7 separate regions of the Mus musculus genome follow, and regions 2, 3, 4, 5, 6 and 7 are each linked to region 1. The links are chromatin contacts, called in public Hi-C, HiChIP or PLAC-seq and promoter capture Hi-C maps. All regions are on one chromosome and are shown on one strand. The core of a region is the stretch at or near the end of the contact, and the rest is flanking DNA. Distances in the headings are between cores, read along the strand shown.

Region 1 (2,747 bases), core at 70-2,569:
TGTAGACTAGGCATAGAAAATTATTACAAGCCGGGCAGTGGTGGCGCATGCCTTTAGTCCCAGCACTTGGGAGGCAGAGGCAGGTGGATTTCTGAGTTCAAGGCCAGCCTGGTCTACAAAGTGAGTTCCAGGACAGCCAGGGCTACACAGAGAAACCCTGTCTTGAAAAACAAATAAACAAACAAACAGAAAAAAAGAAAGAAAATTATTACAGTGGATTGAGTTTTTTAAAATTCCTCTGGACACCTTCCATAAATGTTTGCCATAAATGGCTCCTTTCCCCATAAAAGAACATCTGTATGAAGAAGCCTCGGGCCTCAGCCCTTCATTAGCCCTCCTGGCACACAGATGCTTGGGACCACGGAAAGGTACTACTCTTAGAAAAAGCCAGCAGCCTACTATAGAGCCACTAGATGGGGTGGAGGCCTAGATTCTGGCCCTGCCACTAGCCAGCTGACATCTGACAAATTCCAGTTTGGGTAGAATCTCTATGACTTTCAATGTAGACAATTTTTAAATCTTTGGTTAAGCTCAGTTAATCAAAGCAAACATGACTGTATACCACACAGTGATCCAGGAGCAGCTGTGGCTAGGGCTTATGCAAGACACTCAAAGACTTATCACCTGAAAACTACCCTGCCTGCACGGTAAGAACTGGACCCTAGTGAACTGTGAGCCCTGACAAACCCTGGACAAACTGCTATGTTGTTTTAGATCACAACATTTCTCAACTAAATACAAGACTCATGAGAATATCCACCTTACAGGACTGCCGAGATGAACTGTGATTGCTCATAGCATGCTTCAAATGCTGTCCCTTAACAGGAAGCTCTCAACAAAAGCCAGCCACAGTTGTGGCTTTTCTCTTTCAATCCCTTTCTCTGTGAATCTACTAAAGCAAGGGACAGAAACATGACAGAGTGAAATGTGAAGAAAAGGGACAGTCCCCTTCACAGGGACCATCTTACATGGAAATGGCTTCAGGCAGAAACACTGAGGAAAACCTGCCAGCCATCGGTTGTCATTGTCCAACCTTCCAGGTGGCACAGACGATGATTCCCAGTGACAGGTGACAGTCTCCATGAAACAATGCAGCTCCCTACAGCTGTAGCCCAGATACCCTCTGTCCCAAGTAAGTGGGCCACAGAGCTGAGGAAGGCCAGCTTCCTTCCTAGCAGGACCCAAGCAAGGAACATCTGAAAAACAGTCCACAGCCATGTGTCCCAGTCCCCATGGCTGCCGTGGCTGTACCTGGAGCCTCAGAAGGCTGGGTTCCCAGAGGCCTGTTTGGCCTCTGATGACTCACTGACAAGCAGTGCTGATCCTTGAACTGCTGGCACAGTCACAGCAGCTAAAGTTCCCTATGCCACATCAAACAGGGAGGAACGCCCAAGGACTTCCCTCTCCTTCAGCACTGAAAAACTCCACTCCTACCACAGGCGCTGAGAGTGTCCATCTATCTGTAAGCACGACCTAGCTGTGTGACTCAAGAAAGATGGGCTGCATGCCAACTCTAGGTCACTCTGCCAGGGATCAAGAGGCCTTACTCGGAAATATTTCTATAAAAGAGGGGGTGGGGCGCAGCTGAGCGACCGAGTTTGTATTCTTCATGTAGGAATTCTTAGATTCAATCCCAACCATGGAGAGCAGTGGGGCTTAGTATAGAACACAATCTCCGAGGTCCCTTCCAACCCACAATACCCTAGGGCTTTCCTTCTATAAGGTGCTAGCCCTGGATCCCGACCACCACCTGCCCCTGTCCCCTTGCCAGGGTAACCCTGGATGCTCCCTTTCAATGGTCTAGTTTCTTTGGTACACTCTGAGTCTCTGTGGGGTATGCACCAGGTCATCTCTATCATCATCGCAGTGCTGAAAGGGAACAAATTGGGCCCATATAAAAGGAACTGCGCTCAAAACGGTAGTTCTTCCACACACTTTCAACACACAAGCTTATCTCTAGCTGTACTGAGCTCTGGCTCCTCACTTTGGAGGAAAGTGCGGCAGATTAATCTTTTAAAAGATAAATATTGCGGTATATATGTCTTTAATCCCAGTAACTGGCCTGAAGAGGCAGGGATATCTCTCTGAGTTAGAGGCCAACCTGGTCTATAAGGGGAGTTCAAAGCCAGGCAGAGATACATTGCAAGACCCTGACTCAAAATAAAGATAAATGTTTACGTTTCTGTTGTAAAAACATAAGCAATTGCCATAGAGTCAACACGACAATGTGTAAGCATTTTTATACCCATCCAAAGTGATACAACGGGCTTTGGTTTTGTTGGGTTCATTTGATTTTAGGAGACATTTATGAGTCAAATTATGCCCTGGAGTCATCAAAATAACCATAGCTTATTTACAAGCTTGATCTTGAGCCCAGCAATCACACAGCTGAGGCTCCCCCACTCTCACAGTGACCATTGCCCTTTTAAAGTCAGCACTTGTGGTTGATAAGAAGCCGAATAAACCGCTGACAACGGCAAAATTCCAGCCACTTCTGACACCCAAAGCAAAGCAAATAAGCAGTCAGGAAACAATCCGCAAATTGGTCTTTGCTGCCCTCTGGTGGTTGGTCCTGGGAAGGTTCCACGCCATAGTTGACACAGATGTACCCTTACCCCAATCTCCCATCCCAGGACCATCTACGCTAAAACCATCATCCCACCAGAATTCTCACCCACAGAGCAAGTCCTGGTATTCTGCTCTCTTCTCCCTCTCCCCCTACCATTCTCTTCTCTCTCTCTCTCTCT
Region 2 (2,747 bases), core at 106-2,605, 940 kb before region 1:
ATGGAGCTCTCTTAGTAGACCTCATGTTAGAACAGGGTGTCCAGAACTTCATGGCCTTGTGGTCTGTAGGGCAAAAGAGGATGGAATGTCCACTAGAAAATAAATGGTGGTCTCTAGTTATTACGGTTCCAAACTCTGGGTCTGGATTTGCTGCACCTTTACAGTAAGACATAGACCACTAAAGTTAAGGTGTGGTGGCAATGCTTATAATCTCCACACTTAGGATGCTCAGGACACCTTGGCTACAGGGATTCAATTCCGGATCTTCATTTGGAGACAATATAAAATGGCTAGTCCATTCAAGTTTTTTTTTTAAACCCATGTTCCCGCAGAGTTTCCCCTTGGGGATTCAGGTAGCAACTGACAAGCCCCCAGTTCCACAGAGGTCCTGGTACACATGAGCTGAAGCACTAGACTGGAGAGTTGTCGAGAGCTGTTCATCACAGCAATACTTACTTCACAATGCCATAACCCAAGCTCACAATGATCACAAGCAGGCGAGCCAATGTCCTCTTAACTGCAGATATCAGCTCTGCAAATATCAGTAAACCTTGAGCTGAGGAACAAGAAAAGAAAACAACTGGTTGTGTGTACTCTTGAAGACCTGTACAGTGACATTGACACACGCTAAAAAATTACTGTGCATCAACATTGACATCAACTGATATTCCAGGCCTCAGTGAAAGGCAACACTACCTCCTGAGGACTCACCACAGGTGTGATCAGCTAGCTCTATTGGGCAGTTTTCTTATGTCAACCTGAAACCTATCAGAGCTCCCCTCCAGCTACATCCCTCTTCATGTACAGCAAATATCTGAAAGCCATCATGCCCTCTGAAGTTCTCTTTTTTCTAGTACCTTTGTCATTTATTCACTTAAGATGTATACTTACAGTACTGGTCTAGAATGCACAAGGCGCTGGGTTCAAACTCTAACCCATAAAAAGAAATGCAAGTATTCATTGTGCTCCTGCTATATATATGAGAGGCACCTTGAGCTCTATCTGCATAGACTTTGAACTCTGGCTAGGACATGTAAGCAGACACAACTCAGCACGGGGAGGGCTGCATGTGACACAGTAACCCTGGGACTAGGAGAAAGAGCAACCTAATACACATCTGGGGGGCACATAACTGGTCTGGAAATGAGGATTTACAGACTAAGTGGATATATGTGGAGGAAGAAAAGGGCAAATATAGCCCTTGGGAAGCACAAAAAGAGAGGAAAGCACAGTGTATATGCAGTAGAGTGCAATGTCGGAGTATAAAACAGAGAGACCAGGAGCACTCGTGGCTCTGGGGACTCTGTTATGGAGTCCAGACTTGATGTTGAAATCTGTCCTTGCATATTTCTGTAAGCCAAGTTTTATCATAACACAGACATGCTTACTTGCTTATTGTTGTCTGTGGCTGTGTTTTACTCAGGTCAGAGCTGAGTCATCAGAGATCATGTGGTGTGCAAAGTCAAAAATGTTTAGTACATGGGCTTTGTAGGACTCTTCAAACATACTGACAGTGACTCATAGTTTCTTTGCTAACCCCTTTGATGACACCTCAGATGAAGGACTTGGATTCTCTGATGGCCCCAAGTGGTATTTCATTTCTTCATAGACCTCTGGGTTTTGCTATTCTTCAGTCCATACCACCCTTGCTCTCTCTAGGTAAGAGATCCTTCCCAGAACAGAAAGGGGATGAGCTACCTTCTCTGACACTCAGTCCTGTTCCAACCCTAATGCTTTATCATCTTATACGACCTCCCCCTGACCCTGACAGTACTTGGGAAGGAGTCCAGGGCCTATGTAAGCTAGGCAATTTACCACCACTGGGATACACCCCCAGCACTTCGATATCTGACTTAGAGCACATATGCAAACATCTCTGTGCATGTATACACAAGCCATATATAGCAGGAACAGCTCTACCACGTAGTCCTCCATGTTGGCCTTTGTTTAGTCTTTTGTAGATATGCTTTTTTCAGAAATTTCAAACATTCCTCAACAGAGAGAAATTAGTGTGATAAATTACTATGAATCCACCACTCAGCTCCAATAAATAGCAACATGAGTCCAAAGTGGCATGTATATTTCAATTCAGTTTTTTTCCCTAGAGTTGGCTAGCATCACTATGCCTGTTAATAATTGATGCCAAACTCATTTGTAACTGCATTCAAAAGGACATTTTTACCCCTTTGAAATCTTCAAAGTGTCAGTGGTAAGACCAAGTGCTCACTCCTGTGACCCGTTTGTCTCTATCTTCTCCAAGCCAACGCACATATCTGAAACAGCAGCCTAGCCAGCTTCAAGCATCCCACTGTGCAAACCATGGTAGGACCTCCTTTGATCATAGGAAGCTTTTGCAGGGTGAAGAGAAGAGGAGAGCACAGACTACAGATACCACAGACTTACTCTCTGGGGCTCAAGAGCCTTTCTTTTCTTTTTTCCAAGGAGAGAAAAAAACAAAACTCAGAAAAGTAAAATATTAAAATCACTGGCGACACTTAAGGTGCCCTTACCCATATCTTGGTATTGTTTTAATATAATTAGAGAATGGGAAATTTTCTTTTTCCAAAAAGGAAAATTAGAAAGAAAAAAAAGGAGAGAGCACATGTTCTAGCTCGGATGATCAGGGTGCTACTCTAAACTGTCACTCTGTGCAGTGCACATGCTTATGCACCAGACGACACTGGTGTCCTGATTTATTGCTCTCCACCTCATTCCCCTGAGACAGTCTCTTACTGACCCTGCAGCTA
Region 3 (2,747 bases), core at 45-2,544, 850 kb before region 1:
TCTGAGGCAGAAGATTGAGGGGAACGACTTGCATTTTAAAAGGCACACACACTCAACAAGTATTTAAGCTAAGGAGACGGCTGGACACAGGAGCGGGAGCTCAGTAGAGAGGGCAGGGCCCAAGACATAAAGTTCCAGGCAGCCATCCCACAGATGGCATTGAAACTGCCCGAGGAACTCAGCCAGGAGGGTGTGCCTCGGAGGGAAAAGGAGCTGGGCCAGGACTGAGCTGGGCACCCGATGTTCAGAACTGGCCTGACAACAAAGAAGATGCAGTGAAGAGGGAAGACAGCCAGGATCATGTGCCTTTTAAAACGTCCACCACTGAGACCTCAGGCCTAGATCTGCCTCGGGCACACAGCGGACCCTCCTGAACACTCGCTGAATGCATGAGAAAGGAAGAAAGGATGGAGCATGGCCACATCATCAGATGGAGCTCAGAAATGGGAACCAGGGGAGCCACAGAGGAGCCCATTGGCTTAAGCGGCACCGGAAACTTCAGTGGCAGCCCAAGAGCAGGAGCACAGCCAAGGCATTCTGGTTTGGATGGAGATCAAGATGACCATGGAATGTCAATTCACCAGCAGTCCCACCATGACTCACAAACTTCCTGCCACAGTGCTCCGTGACCGATCCACTTTCTTAGCATCCAACCTCAATTAGGTCTTTACTTTAGTGTTTCTATAGGGTAGTTCCTGCCAGGAAGGCAAGGCCACAGTGCCATGGAGATGTGAGCAGGGCTCTGGATGCCTGGGCTAGATTCTGTCAAGGGAGGCAACTGGACATCCCACTTCCTTTCCAATATACCTACTCCTCTCTAGTGTTCCCATACCTGCTTTTGCCCTTCTTGATTGACCACTGTTGGGGTATAGCAATCGGCACCAAAGTTTTGTCACCTTTACAGTTAGAGGGGAAGAAACACATGAATGCATGCATGCATGCAATACATAAGCATAATGCTTAGACTTACCAGGTACGGTTAGGACAGACGGGGACCTTTCCGGTTTTTCATTAACACGGCTGCTATTTTGAACCCAGAAGATATTGACGGGCTCAGGAGGGCCCACGGCCTGGCAGGTGAGGTTGAAGGCTGTGTTTCTGGTGACATTCACACTCTCAGGCTGCTTAATAAAGTAAGGGAGTCCTGCAGAGAGAGCAGGGCAGAGTATGCTTTAACCAGAAGCAGAGCTTTAAAGACAGGGATCGGGGGTTTCCCCAGGTCTGACATAGCCAATTGTCACCTCCAAGTAGAGTAAGAAAGAGGGCAGAGGTTTCTGACTCCCAGTCTATCCCCAGCCAGCTTTCTAGGACACTTTTTTTTCTAGGCACTGTGAGTGGTGATTCATCTGCTTTGGCCAGAATGGAATCCATAGCCGGCTTTTAAATCAGGTGTTTGTTGCTCAAGGGCTTGGCACTGGTTGGCAAGTTGGCCGTATTTCTCACCAAAACAAGCAGAGCAAGCAGGGAAGATGGCTGCATTTAAGAGTGCTCGCCACTCTTCCAGGGGATCTAAGTTCATCTCAGGAGCCACATCAGGCAGCTTGCAACTACCATAACTCCAGCTCAAGGGCTCTAGCGTCTTCTTCTGGACTCTGAAGTCCACCCCCAACCACCCGCACACACATGTATTTGTGTAAAACTAAAGCGTTTATAGCAAGCAGTTGTTACTTGAAGACATAATCAGCAAAGTTCTATAGCTATAATCCTAAAATCTACTGAAACTCCAAAATCTGGCCCACAAGGGAGCTGGGGAATTTTCAAAGAAAGCCAATGATTACTTGTTTGGACTACATGCCCAAAATTTTACCAGGGCAAGCTGGCTAGCCCCAACACTTAATCATGGGTTTTATAAACTCGTGTCTCACAAATCTGGTTCCACACAGGATAATAGGATTCTTTTTCTTTTCTTCCGTTTCAAAGCTTTCAAGATTCAGACTTTCCTCCAACTTGTGTACTTTCCTGGGATCCTGATAAGTAAGTTGTCTATTAAATACTGTATTTTACAAGATTAATTCCAAATGTAGGGATGCCCTCTTGTTGACTGATGCCCACATAATCCTGGCATCAGCTGTCCAGTCTGGAATGGGTCCAAAGCAAAGGTCCCTATGATTCTCATCCGAGGGGCAGTGTTTCTGTCTCTTCCCTCCATTCTTACCCATTGTAAGTATCACTCTCTCCTTTGTCCCTTCCTCCCCCCTCTCTCAAGCCTTCTGCAGTGGTCCTGGGCATCAAGTTCATGTGCACAAGGGAATGGGCATTGGAAAAGCCTTTTGGTGGGAATGGGATGTGGAAGGTGCGGCAGAGGGGTAATAAGATGGCGATGCTGCCAAGGACACTGTGGAAGGTGGCACCTCTTAGCAACACTTAGGCAATAAAGGCCCCATAGTGGAGCAAATGCTTAGCATGCACAATCCTCTGGGCTCGTGCACACACGCACATGGGCACATGTGCACACACACACACACACCAAGAGCCCATTATTACATCATTTTCTAAAGTAAAAATGAGAATTGTCTTGTAAAATTCCAACACTAATGGATCCATAAGGTTTACAGAATTATAAACAGACAGACCAACCCCCAGAGTGACAGACCAAACCCCCAGAGTGTCATTTAGGAGACATGTGACACAGGCTCTACCCTGTTCTCCGGCAACAGGATATGGCTTTGGGCTCACCTTGAACTTCCACGTATATGGGATCAGATACAATCTCTCTATTGTTCACCTTCATCTTACAGAAGTACGAC
Region 4 (2,747 bases), core at 113-2,612, 720 kb before region 1:
CAGGAACTTCATAATAAATTTAGTAAGATTTATAAGCACCTGCCAGATCTTAATTCCTGTTCTTTTATACTCCAATGTTTAGCTGAGCTGCTAGCTTTTCTCTGTAGCTAATGATGTCTCAAGTCTCTGCCTTGTGAGGCTGCAGACCACGTGTTTTAAGAACTCAAGACATGTTGGGTCATGGTGTCATGGTCACCTCATAGGTGGAGGGTGGGTACCTAAAACAAGGACAGAAGCCAGCAGCTAGTGTTACATGGTAATTTTCTTCTGCTTGAAACATCCTTCCAGGAAGAAGGGGAGGGGAGCCCCAAGACACTAAATAAGCATCACGTGTCTTAGGAAGCTGAAGCTTAAGAGTCACAAAGTGCTTTCCCAAGGTTGTAGAAATGGAACTGTATGGGAACAGGACAGAATGGGACAGATTGACTTACCAGCAGAGCTCCCCAGAGAAGGCCTGGCTGCCTGGGAGAGGAGATTCCCTGACTAGTCAAGCAGCCTGCAAGTTGTGTAGAGTTGTTACCCATGATGATGTGGGCTTTGGTGATAGAGCTGCTTTTTGAGTCGTTCCTGCTCCTGGAACAACACAAACCCCTATTCCTACAAGTGACCCCAATAAACTCATTATATTGCTAAAGTTGGACTTTAGCAATGTCATTACTTTGGTATGCCAGTGATTCTCTGGTGTTTGGGTGCATGTGTGTATAGAGAAAAGCTCCTGTGTACTGTATGGATGCAGTACCTGTCAGTTAAAAGCTGATTTGCCTGAAGCTGAAGCAGGAAATAGAAGGTGGGACATCTGATAGGCAGTAAGGATTCTAGGCTGGGGAGGAGCAAATCCACAGAAAGAAGATGGTTGCATGCAGGTTCTTATTTGGGAGCTTGGGGTCAGGAGGAAAACTTGGTTTTTAACAGATGACACTAAACATATAAGGCAAGAAATCCAAACCTTTTAATTTCATACTAAACAGATAAAGTCCTGGATGGAAAGTGAATAAACAATTTGAGGCCAGTGAGCATGCAGTGTCTCAGACCAAAAGAGCCTGCCTGCCTGCCTGCTGCCACTGAAGGAGCAAAGAGCCTGCCTGCTGCCACTGAAGGAGCAGAGGAGCACTTTTAAGGTTACAACACTTGCTGAACTTTGGCACACTTTTCTGTGGACCAAAGAAGACCTCTCCCTCACTGTAGCTGGTGGGGACCTGCCTGGGAAACACCTGCAACGGGCCACAGGGACAGGGGTCAGTCATCCAGATCATGCAGCCAGAATTCAGAGGTTTAAAAAACAGCCCTCAGTGAAACCCTGATGGCATAAGGCAGGGTTTACCCCGCCTTTCCAGAGTGGGGAAAGGTCACAACGTGTATCTGTGCAAATACACAAGAGCTCCGGACTGCTGGGACCCAGAGACAGAAACAGATTCGCCCATCCCTGTAAACCTAGGAGCAGGAAACACTGCAGTATCCTGAGCTGAAGAACAGAGGGAGACAAAGGAATCTGAGCACACTGAAACTCGAGAAAGGTAAAACAATTGTATTTTAAAACTAAAAAGGGGAGCTGGTGAGATGGCTCAGGGGTTAAGAGCACTGACTGCTCTTCCGAAGGTCCTGAGTTCGAATCCTAGCAACCAAATGGCAGCTCACAACCATCCTTAATGAGCTCTGACGCCATCTTCTGGAGTGTCTGAAGACAGCTACAGTGTACTTACTAAAAAGGAATTGGATATTAAAATTAGCATATACATATAAGTAAAAAAAAAAAGGTAAGTTTAAAGATATAGGCATGTAAAGATGAGAGACACTAACAGGTTTTGGAGTTTGTCTAATGCTCTTTAAAATGATTCCAAGGTAGAAATAGAATAGATATAGAAGAGAGAGCATATTACTTATTATGACATCACGTTAACAATCCTCAATTTTAACCTTAATAATTGGCTTTTTCCTAAATGCTTGGGACAAGGTTGAACTACAGGGACGATCTGAATCATTTACAAAGATAACCCAGGGTTCAAATGAACCTTTCACTGACTTTTTTTTTAACTAAGATTAACTATAACTCTGAGTACAGTGGTGTCAGATCCAAATGCTGGAGAAGGTTTAATTGAGTCTCTAGCTTTTGAGAATGCTAATGCTGAATGGAATAAAACTTTTATGAATGGAGTAAAACTACTGCAGACATAGAAGTAAATGCTCACAATTGGGTTATAGTTAGGCAAACAATTACAGGAGGTTTAAAAACAAAATGCCCATTGTGAAAGACCATGTCATTCCCTAAAGGACCGTGAACAAACAGTTCTTAAGGATAAATTCTTCTATACTAGTAATAGTTCAGGGGAAAGGTTTCCTGTAAAATGTAGATGTTGTGGAAGGGAGAGTCATGTGGCTCATGAATATAGGTCATCCAAGGATAGCCAAGGCCATTTCTTAATTTCAGAAAACTGACTAATGGGCTTTTCTCAAGGCCCAGCAAAAGACATGAGCCATTCATTTCCTGTCCACTAAGGAAAGATTATTCTGGAAAAACAATTATATAATTCAAAGCCTCATAAGACAAACAGCTGCTCAAGACTTAAACCACTTAATGGAAATAGAGCGGTTCCTAAGGAAACGAGATTCTAAAGATGCCAACAAAACAAACACTCCCCACCCCCCACCCCATATTTTAGCAAACTGCTATATAAGATAGGAGCCCAAAGTTAAAATTACCATTAGATGCCATTGAGATTGAAGAATTAGTGAATACCGAAGTAAATGTA
Region 5 (2,747 bases), core at 67-2,566, 650 kb before region 1:
TGACAACTCACAACCATCAGTAACTCCAGTCGCAGAGTTTCTTACACCCTCTTCTGGCCTCTGAAGACACTGCATGCATGTGGTACACAGACATGCATACAGTTAAAACACCCCTACATATAAAAATAAATAAACATTTTACAAAAATGAGCTGGGAGAACCAGCCACACCTAAGGTGGCGTGGTCATGTTTTGAGAGACCATTAGCCAGAAGGGAGACTCTCTGTGTAGGTGACCTCCTTAAAGATACTGTTCTCAACCAGTAAGGTTCCTTGATGCACAGTCCCTGATCATGGTGCAGGCTGCTCTTCTCCGTGGAGCTGCCTAGGCAATCCCTTCATAACCCTGCCCGCGCATCTTCTCTGCATCGCTAACTCCTTACTGCTTTAGCAGTGAGGTGCTTATTGCACCCAGCAGTTGGTGTGCAGGGAGCAGAGACCGTCTGTTGGCAGCCTGACACTTGTAGGCAGCTGAACCGAGGAGCCTAGCAGCTCAGGTGATGGAGGGGAGGCTTTCTGTGCTTGTTTCCTGCCCTTCCCCCTGCTGTGAGGAGACTGACCGTATCCCTAGTTCCTTATAGGCCATCTATATTGGGCAGTGTTGAGGAAAAGGAAGTTTTCTGTGTTCAGAGAACCATGCAATACAATTTTTGGAAGCTGCACTTGGCTTGAGGTCTGGCTCCAGTTTTGTCAGGTGTGATCCCCAAAGGCCTGAGCTAGGTGTTACAGAACACGACAACTCACTGTGGCACTGTTTCTAACGTGAAGGTGGTGTTTGTCCGGCTCCTGTATCCTCTTAGACAGATGGCCTTGTCACAGTTGCCCATCCCACAGAGAAAGGGTCTTGACTGGCACCCAGTATGAACCCTCTCCCATCAGGAGGCTGCTAATTCCAAGCCTGAGCACAGAACCCTGCTAGCTAGAACACTTTGGTGCCCTGCACACACACACAGCATGTAGGCTGTTCAGGCCTCTCAGGATGCATCTCTACACAGCGCTCCCTAGTGGACAGAGGAGGCCCAGTTCTTCACATCTGCTCAGTGATATCTCAAAAGAAATCTCTCACCCAGTCTCTAAGGTGTGGCACTTGGCTGCTGGGAAAAGACACAGTTTATCTGGCAACTAAAATTGTTTTGCAAGAGGTTCCCACAATTATGGTCTGAGGGAGGGTCCCTGCCAGCTTTTCTTAGTCACTTGGGCTTAGTGGGGGGAGGTGGTTTTTCTTTATTTTGTTCTGAAGGCAAAAGCCATCTGGGGGCAGGGTAATTACCCTGAGCCAGGGAGACAAAGGGACTGCAGTTCTCAGCTCAGCTGCAGGTGGCTGAGAGCTCTGGTTGGAATGTCACAAAGTACCCAGGTTGAAGGGTGAGTCAGAAATCCTTAGGTCACTTGTGGTTTTCTTTCATGGTTTTGCTGTGACTAGTCACTTGTTTTTACTTAGCAAGAACAACAGATGTTTGGGTGTCTGAAAGAGCACTGCCTGCCCCCTGTAGTCCCGGGGCTGCCCCAGTCTGGTAGAGAGGAGATACACTGAACATGAGACCCAGCAAGTCACTTACAGTGCCAATGTGAATCGTAGATAAGCAGTGGGCATCCCTGGGCACCGATAACGAGCCAGGCTTCTGTGGTGCTCAAGTTAGCTTGGAGTGGAGGTATCAGATCATTTATTTGAGTTACTCACCTTACTGAGCCAGTCCTCTGGACCCTCTCAGCCCCATGGAAGCAAATCCCTGCCTCGGAAGTGTGTGTGTGTGCTCAAATCTTGGCTCTGCTTCTGTATAGAAGCCAACATCTCTCACCTCAAATTCTGTTGCTCCTTAGATATAGAGTATATGTTTAAGCTCTGCATTGGGATTCTTTCCACCTTGTTGGGCCTCCAGACACTGGACAGCTGTTATTACCAGATGCAGACACTCTTGTGACTAACAATAACAGACTGACTAGAACCACTGTCTTCTGAGGTGCAGGGGCCTCCGGCCTCCTTTGCTGCTCAGGCCTGAAGTGGGATTTTTCAGGGTTTCCTTAAAACAAAAGGTGAGGCTTCTCTGCACTCTACAGAAGGGAAAGGGAAAGGACACACCAGCTTGGGCCCTTCGCTGCAGGTCTCCGAGTGGTTGCCGTTTGCTAGTGAAACAGAGCAGAAGCAAAACTGGGGATTAAAGCTGGCTCTTTCACCACCGTTCTCACCTGTGGGCCTAGTTTACCTGTGGGCCTGGGGCTTTAGTCTGTAGTCGGACCATAGATGGGTTAGAATACCACAAGCGAGTGTTATGGTTTAAGGATGGTGTGTTTGAGCACTTGTGCCCAGCTGGTGGAGCTGTTTTGAAGGATTACAAAACTTTTAGTGGATAGAGCCTTGCTAGAGGAAGTGGGTCGTTAGAGAAACGGTCTTAAGTTTTTATAGCCAGGCCTCACCTCAGATCTGTCATCTGGTTCCTTCATGCACAGTGCGGCAAGATGCCTTACTCTCCCGCTGCCGGGCCTTCCTTGCCAAGATGGACTATCCTGACTCTTAGACTGTAAGCCAAGAGAAACCCTCCTACTTTCAAGTTGCTTCTTGTCCTGCATTAGGTCATAGCAATAAGAAAAGTAACTAAAGCTGGGAGTGGTGGCCCATGCCTTTCATCCCAAAACTCACGAGGCAGAGGCAGGCAGATCTCTAAGTTTGAGACCAGCCTGTTCTGGTCTACAGAGCAAGTTCCAAGGACAGCCAGGGCTACATAGAGAAATCCTGTCTTGAAAAAAAAAA
Region 6 (2,747 bases), core at 94-2,593, 620 kb before region 1:
ACAGCATTAGAAGTTCTGGGTCAGGAGCAGGAGGCAAAGAGTGAGCTTGTCACAGCCCAGCATGGCTTGGTACCTCCCAGAGATCCTGGTTCCTCTCGCCAGGCAGGGCTCTGCTCTTTCAGAACTTGGTGTCCTTTATTAAGACACTTGGTGTCCTTTATAAGACTATGGTAGTGACAAGACTATGTCTAAGAATGAAATCACCGAGCTCTATGGATGGAGATGGTAAAGACTTGTAGTGTCTAGCCTACAGTCAGGAAAGAAGGAGGAGCAGGATTCAGAGGCGCAGTAGGGCTCAGTGTGAACTGAGAGACACCACACGGCTGACCCGTGGCTTAAAGCTCTGCAAAGGTTGGGTAAACAATGTGCACAGCATTCAGAATACACAAAGGAAAAAGAGTTTGATGGGAAATCCAAGATCTCAGAGAGGGGCGGGGGATGGCTCAGTGGGCAAAGCACTCACCACTCAAGCATGAGGACCTGGGTGTGGCAGCAGGTACCTGCAACCCCAGGGTTGGGTAGGGAAGGTAGCAGAGATAAGAGGATTCCCAGAGCTCACTGGCTAGCCAGTCTAGGTTCATTGTGAGAGTTTATCTCAAAAAATAAGCCAATCAGAGGCTCTTGAGGAGGCTCTGTGCGTTAAGGTGTCTGTCACTAAGCCTGACAACCTGAGTTCAATTCCCAGGATCCACATGATGGAAGAAGAGAACTGACCCGCAGAACTTGTCTTCACATCTGAATGTGTTCACTGTAGCATGCACGTGACATATTCCCCAGCCCCACATGTACACAAAATGAATAAATAAAAATGTTTTTACAAAAATTCAACCAAAGTTAACTTCTGGCCTCTACATGAGCAAGCACAGGCAAACGTACTGGCACACAACCCCCCCCCCCCCCACACACACACACCTCTCTGTCTCTGCCTCTGCCTCTGCCTCTGCCTCTCTCTCTCTCTCTCTCTCTCTCTCTCTCTCTCTCTCTCTCTACCTCAACTGGACATTTGTGAGGATGACAGTTGTCAGAACTAATACTATTGTTGTTTTATAGGGAAACAGGACTTTTAGGATCTAAGTCAGTTCCCCATACACTTACTGTCCAGGACTATGAGCAATGCATTCTGTTTGAACAGCCATAGATAAGGCATAGAACATCTGGGACACTTGAGATATGAGGGGGGGAAACCCCCATTCTCCTGAATAGGAGACACATGTTCTCCCTGCTCAGGCCCAAGGCCAGCATTAGGCATCTTGGCCATTTTTCACACTGGCTTAAGGAACGTTATCACGGTAAGTCAGTGAGTGATAGTGCTTCATGAAGAAACCGGTTAGACCTTTACCCTTTGGGTCATAGAGAGCCACTTTCAAGTCAGGTGACACTCAGCAGCAGAGAGAGTGACAGCGAGGTTATCCTAGGGGAAACAGTGCATTTGTCTGTGCAGCGTGGGAGGATAGAGCAGGAAAGACTGCTGCCCTGCAGGATGAACCCTCCCTGCCTGCCCACAGCTGGCTATTTCGAGGTGGGAGGACAAAACCAGCCTGAACCCATTTGTTCTTAGGACTTTATGTTGTGTGGACTTTGTAGAGGTGTTTGCAGTCATTACTCTGGTTAACCTTGTGCTGTGGAGACAAAGGTTGTTGTCTCCAATAACAATGACAAACCTTAATCCACTGTACAAAATGACCGAGATGCCTAGTGTCAGGTGTGTATAGATATTTGTGTACATGTGGGTGTTTGTATGTGCATGTGTGCATATATATGTATGTATATATATATGTCTGTGTATAGGTATATCCATGTGCACGTGTGCATGCATGTATGTGTTTATGTGTGGCTATGTTTATGTCTATGTGTGCATATGTATGTGTATATGTATGTTTGTATATGTGTATATATGTGTGTATCTGTGTGTACATATCTTAGTGTATATATCTATATCTATACCTATACCTATATCTATATCTACCTATCTGTGTGTATACGTATGTTTCTGTGTAGGTATGTCTATGTGTGTATGTCTGTGTGTGTGTGTATGTCTCTGTGTATGTTGTCCTTTGCTCTGTAAAGTCCCTAGGGCCTTCTTACACTCAAGTATTACCTACTCCTCTAAATTTTATTTATTTAAATTTTACTTTTTAATGTGCAGGTGTGTGTAGTGTGTATGTTCCTAATGTGTGTGGGCTCATGTGGATAATGGTGTATATGCATGTACAATGTTGGCTTTAGATGTTTTCCTTGGCAGCTCTGCTTTGTTCTTTGAGGCCAGGTCTCTCAGTTGAACCCAGATACTGATGCTATGGGCTTGAGTAGCTAGCGAGCTTGCTCTGGAAGAGCCCCTGTATCAACCTCCTGAGTGTTGGAATTATAGGCTGGCTGACACGGGCAGCCTGGATCTCTGAATGCCGGTCCTTATACTTGCATTTATTCACTAGTCCATTTACCTAGTCCCTTCCTCGTTCTGTTAATAGATAGTATAGTGCCACCATAGCACAAAGGTGGCTTTAATGCAAGGACAACTGCAGAAGCAAGGGTCATCTCTCCATCTTTTTGCCTCTCAGAGCAGCATGCTATCCTATGCAATATTTCCCTAAGACAAAGTCTCTCTTCCGTCCCTCTCCCGCATTCCTCTCTAGCAACAATAAACAGGGCCCTGGCTGAGGACAGATTTGATTGCCATTGGAGGGTTGGGTCAGAATTATTCTACATCATGCAGAAGCCTGAGTGCCTGCTGTGGGTGTCCTGGCCAT
Region 7 (2,747 bases), core at 77-2,576, 580 kb before region 1:
TGCACTCTGCTACAGTTGGTGCCCTCTGCTCAAGGCAGGCCACCTGGATGTTAGTCCAGGGCTGGAGCTTTCTGTCCATCCTCCCAACACTCCTGCATGGCTTGCTCTCTCTTACAGTAGCCCTGTACTGGATTCCCAGGGCTCTCGGGTTTGTTCCTCTGTGCAACCTCCAGCTCCAGTCCTATATTTGCAGTGAAGGCAAGAGCAGATTGTTCTCACCCCTTTAACGGCCCCTGGCAGGCACCTGCTCACCCCCGGATTATTCTTATGTTCTCCTGAGTCACCTGTAACCCATGGCACTGGAAAGGACTTCCATTGTTGAAGCCAGCACTTGTAGGCTGTTTGGGTGAGACAGCAACCCAGAGCCACACTTGCAGAGCCTGTGATCCAACAGCTGGGTTTTTCTGCTAACAACTTCTGAAGCCTAAAGTCCCACCTTTTAGTAACTTGAAGTCCCCTTGAAACCGACTCAACTGGATTCGACACGATTCGTTTCATCAGTGTTTACACAGTGCTTATTGCTTTGGGCATGGTTATGGGCTCACGGCCAAAGGAAAAATGGTCAAGGGTCCTGGCTTGACAGAACTAAAAATTTAACCAGGAGCAGAGATGCTGGACACCAAGCCAATAAACACATGAGGTTAAAAAAATATTAAGAGTGAACACTGTGGGAAAGTTGATTTCCTTCAGGTGATTCTGTCGGGGATATCCGAAAAACCTCAAAAAAAAATTTTTTTAAAAAGCATTAAAGATCTGAAAGGAGAGCTAAAATATTTCTCATATAAATAGAGCTCTCTTGTTTCAAATAAAAGAAGCAAAATAGACCAGAGCCAAGTCCAGGAGCAGCAGGAGCTTCAAAGGACACTGCATTCATCCCATTGACACTGGCATTGCTGGAAAGTTCAGACTCGACGTGCGCCAGCAAAGGAAACTACACTGCAGAAAGTTCTCCAGGCCGGGAACCACATGCTGTTTGCACAAAGGAACTAACCCCAAGGGATGGTACTGACCCAAGACAAACACGCTGCAAATGCTGTGTGTGTGTGTGTGTGTGTGTGTGTGAGAGAGAGAGAGAGAGAGAGAGAGACACCAACTGATGGGGGATGGGCCAACATCAGAGACCGAGCACCTGCTTGCCTGTGCTTGTGATTATAGAGACCAGAGGTCAGCTTTGCGCATCTTCTTTTGTCCCTCCCCACTTTATTTTTTGAGACAAGATCTCACTGAACCCGATAACTTCTTCCAAATAGTGTAAAAAGCAAAGTGAGGCAGGAGAGGAAGCTGGCCAAGGTTGCCATGGCCTGGTTACTAAGGTCAAAGCCAACTGATTGATCGTGATCACATTGCATATCCTGGACAGGATCTGACCAGCATGGTTTCTCAGTGTTCATTCCAATACTAGCCGCCTCGGTTAGACCACGGGAAAAGACTCAGACACGTTTTAATAAAGAGGCATCTTGACAAGGCTGCCTCAAAACTAGTCAAGTCTAAAGACATCAAAGTTTGAGACAATATCACAACCGAGAGAGGCCTACGGAGGGTGATGACTAGACGAAATGTGCTGCGCTGAGTGGGATCCTAGAGCAACGCTCAGGAGATCTCAATAAAATGTTGACCTTGTCAGTAACAATACGCCGTTAACCGGGACACGGGACTGTGTTAGTTACAAGACGTTAACGTAAGGAGGCTTTGGGCAGGAGGCTGTCTGGGAAGTCTCCACCCTGAAAGCCCTGCTTTCGCCACAGTTTCAGCTCCCTGTGATCAACCGTGGTTCAAAAACATTAAACAGATAATTCAAAAAAGAAGATTCATTGATTTTTAAATTGAAAGCCATCTGAGAAGTATCCAGGACAGGAATCTTTTTTTTTCCCTCTCTCTCTCTCTCTGGCATATCCATTCAACGACAGTGGAATACACATCTTCCCCCAGGGACTCCCGAGATAGCCATCGAGACAGGGCACATTCTGGCTCACAAAAGAAATGTCACCAGATCTGCAAAGATTGAAAGCATACAGGTGTGTTCTTGGACCCCAATAAATAAGGCAGAAATCAATAACAGCGGTGAATGAACAAGTCCCCCAAAGACTTGACAGTTCACTGGTCAAAGAGGCAGTGTCAAGAGAAACTGAAAAAGAAAAACTGCTTTTAAATAAAAATGAGAAGGCACAGATATCAGAAGGGGGGAGGGGTGGGACTCATGGAACTCTGAGAGGGAAATTTACGGCAGTAAATACGTGCGTTAGAAGAGAGAGGAGACTTCGAATAAATAATCTCTGTTCCGAGACTCCGCGGAAAAAGAATGCAAAGATTCTCAGTGAGCTGAAAGAAGGGAAAAGGTAGAAAAATGGGGAAATAGGGGCTAATCCAGGACACAGAAGCTAGGTTCCTGAAAAGGTCACTAAACTCGTGAGGGGGTGGGAGCAGAGTTAGGGAAAGGAGGGGCAGAGAGTGGATTAATCCTAACTAAGGGTGTATGAAAAACTGTTAGGAGACACCACTAGTTTGTAAACTAGTTAAAAATACATTTCTTTAAAAAGGAGTTTGAGCAGAGGTACCAAACATAAGTGAGCAATTCTGTTCCAAAAAGACACAGGTTCTTACATGGAAATCTGGACCCTAGGCACAAGTTACCACCTCCCCATGGATGATTGATCAGGGAGGCTCGAATACAGGCTTCCAAAGAATATAGGCAGTTGTCTTGGCTCTTGGTTCCCCACTATAACTAAATAACAAGACCCTTTCACTGA

What was found. Promoter capture Hi-C pulls out the DNA fragments that hold promoters and counts their contacts. Hi-C and Micro-C count contacts between places; a contact is called where the count stands out from the background. HiChIP or PLAC-seq counts read pairs in DNA pulled down with a chosen protein or histone mark.
Region 2: a promoter capture Hi-C map of liver shows a contact between it and region 1, with 1.9 times the contacts expected there. The contact joins two enhancer-like sites. A contact is called at or near these places in 5 of 39 promoter capture datasets (the 3T3-L1 cell line, 3T3-L1-derived adipocytes, hippocampal neurons and 1 more).
Region 3: a contact with region 1 is called in a FOXA1 HiChIP or PLAC-seq map of pancreatic cancer cells. The contact joins two enhancer-like sites. A contact is called at or near these places in 2 of 39 promoter capture datasets (liver and stem cell-derived epiblast-like cells), 1 of 484 Hi-C or Micro-C datasets (the G1E-ER4 cell line) and 1 of 115 datasets of contacts at active chromatin or transcription factors (pancreatic cancer cells).
Region 4: a contact with region 1 is called in a promoter capture Hi-C map of liver. The contact joins two enhancer-like sites. A contact is called at or near these places in 11 of 39 promoter capture datasets (the C10 cell line, the HPC-7 cell line, cranial neural crest and 8 more), 2 of 15 datasets of contacts at CTCF or cohesin (CD8 T cells and embryonic stem cells), 7 of 484 Hi-C or Micro-C datasets (the MC38 cell line, bone marrow-derived macrophages, embryonic fibroblasts and 4 more) and 1 of 115 datasets of contacts at active chromatin or transcription factors (cardiomyocytes).
Region 5: a FOXA1 HiChIP or PLAC-seq map of pancreatic cancer cells shows a contact between it and region 1. The contact joins two enhancer-like sites. A contact is called at or near these places in 11 of 39 promoter capture datasets (the C10 cell line, the HPC-7 cell line, cranial neural crest and 8 more), 1 of 15 datasets of contacts at CTCF or cohesin (the NIH/3T3 cell line), 2 of 484 Hi-C or Micro-C datasets (bone marrow-derived macrophages and embryonic fibroblasts) and 6 of 115 datasets of contacts at active chromatin or transcription factors (T-cell acute lymphoblastic leukemia, Th17 cells, acute myeloid leukemia and 3 more).
Region 6: a contact with region 1 is called in a promoter capture Hi-C map of liver. The contact joins two enhancer-like sites. A contact is called at or near these places in 12 of 39 promoter capture datasets (the C10 cell line, the HPC-7 cell line, cranial neural crest and 8 more), 4 of 484 Hi-C or Micro-C datasets (the HL-1 cell line, LSK cells, bone marrow-derived macrophages and 1 more) and 1 of 115 datasets of contacts at active chromatin or transcription factors (CD8 T cells).
Region 7: a contact with region 1 is called in a Hi-C map of liver, with 2.2 times the contacts expected there. The contact joins two enhancer-like sites. A contact is called at or near these places in 2 of 15 datasets of contacts at CTCF or cohesin (the NIH/3T3 cell line and large pre-B cells), 2 of 484 Hi-C or Micro-C datasets (bone marrow-derived macrophages and liver), 5 of 115 datasets of contacts at active chromatin or transcription factors (CD8 T cells, SST interneurons, T-cell acute lymphoblastic leukemia and 2 more) and 1 of 9 other capture datasets (bone marrow-derived macrophages).

The regions. Positions count from the first base shown.
Region 1 is chr2:127,889,398-127,892,144 of GRCm38.p6, reverse strand. All of the region lies in intron 8 of Acoxl (acyl-Coenzyme A oxidase-like), which reads right to left. Among named protein-coding and RNA genes, the nearest start is that of Acoxl, 36 kb to the right of the region's middle. Within about 2 kb of position 1,319, at least 43 of the 459 cell types and tissues checked have an H3K27ac peak or open chromatin away from gene starts, as enhancers often do. A contact at or near this core is called in T-cell acute lymphoblastic leukemia, liver and pancreatic cancer cells, where this site is marked.
Region 2 is chr2:128,831,924-128,834,670 of GRCm38.p6, reverse strand. It overlaps Tmem87b (transmembrane protein 87B), which reads right to left. Exons shown (of 19, transcript NM_001355629.1): 9 at 457-556. Among named protein-coding and RNA genes, the nearest start is that of Tmem87b, 15 kb to the right of the region's middle. Within about 2 kb of position 1,355, at least 42 of the 459 cell types and tissues checked have an H3K27ac peak or open chromatin away from gene starts, as enhancers often do. A contact at or near this core is called in liver, where this site is marked.
Region 3 is chr2:128,736,593-128,739,339 of GRCm38.p6, reverse strand. It overlaps Mertk (MER proto-oncogene tyrosine kinase), which reads right to left. Exons shown (of 19, transcript NM_008587.2): 3 at 2,677-2,747; 4 at 971-1,144. Among named protein-coding and RNA genes, the nearest start is that of Mertk, 39 kb to the right of the region's middle. Within about 2 kb of position 1,294, at least 100 of the 459 cell types and tissues checked have an H3K27ac peak or open chromatin away from gene starts, as enhancers often do. A contact at or near this core is called in liver and pancreatic cancer cells, where this site is marked.
Region 4 is chr2:128,607,991-128,610,737 of GRCm38.p6, reverse strand. Anapc1 (anaphase promoting complex subunit 1) reads left to right here. Exons shown (of 48, transcript NM_008569.2): 48 at 1-655. Among named protein-coding and RNA genes, the nearest start is that of Gm39929, 4.0 kb to the right of the region's middle. Within about 2 kb of position 1,362, at least 3 of the 459 cell types and tissues checked have an H3K27ac peak or open chromatin away from gene starts, as enhancers often do. A contact at or near this core is called in liver, where this site is marked.
Region 5 is chr2:128,543,305-128,546,051 of GRCm38.p6, reverse strand. The region is part of intron 1 of Gm39928 (a long non-coding RNA gene); the gene reads left to right. Among named protein-coding and RNA genes, the nearest start is that of Gm39928, 5.0 kb to the left of the region's middle. Within about 2 kb of position 1,316, at least 140 of the 459 cell types and tissues checked have an H3K27ac peak or open chromatin away from gene starts, as enhancers often do. A contact at or near this core is called in T-cell acute lymphoblastic leukemia and pancreatic cancer cells, where this site is marked.
Region 6 is chr2:128,511,682-128,514,428 of GRCm38.p6, reverse strand. All of the region lies in intron 1 of Gm39928 (a long non-coding RNA gene), which reads left to right. Among named protein-coding and RNA genes, the nearest start is that of Gm39927, 8.8 kb to the left of the region's middle. Within about 2 kb of position 1,343, at least 5 of the 459 cell types and tissues checked have an H3K27ac peak or open chromatin away from gene starts, as enhancers often do. A contact at or near this core is called in liver, where this site is marked.
Region 7 is chr2:128,471,985-128,474,731 of GRCm38.p6, reverse strand. No RefSeq gene overlaps it. Among named protein-coding and RNA genes, the nearest start is that of Gm36154, 6.8 kb to the right of the region's middle. Within about 2 kb of position 1,326, at least 6 of the 459 cell types and tissues checked have an H3K27ac peak or open chromatin away from gene starts, as enhancers often do. A contact at or near this core is called in liver, where this site is marked.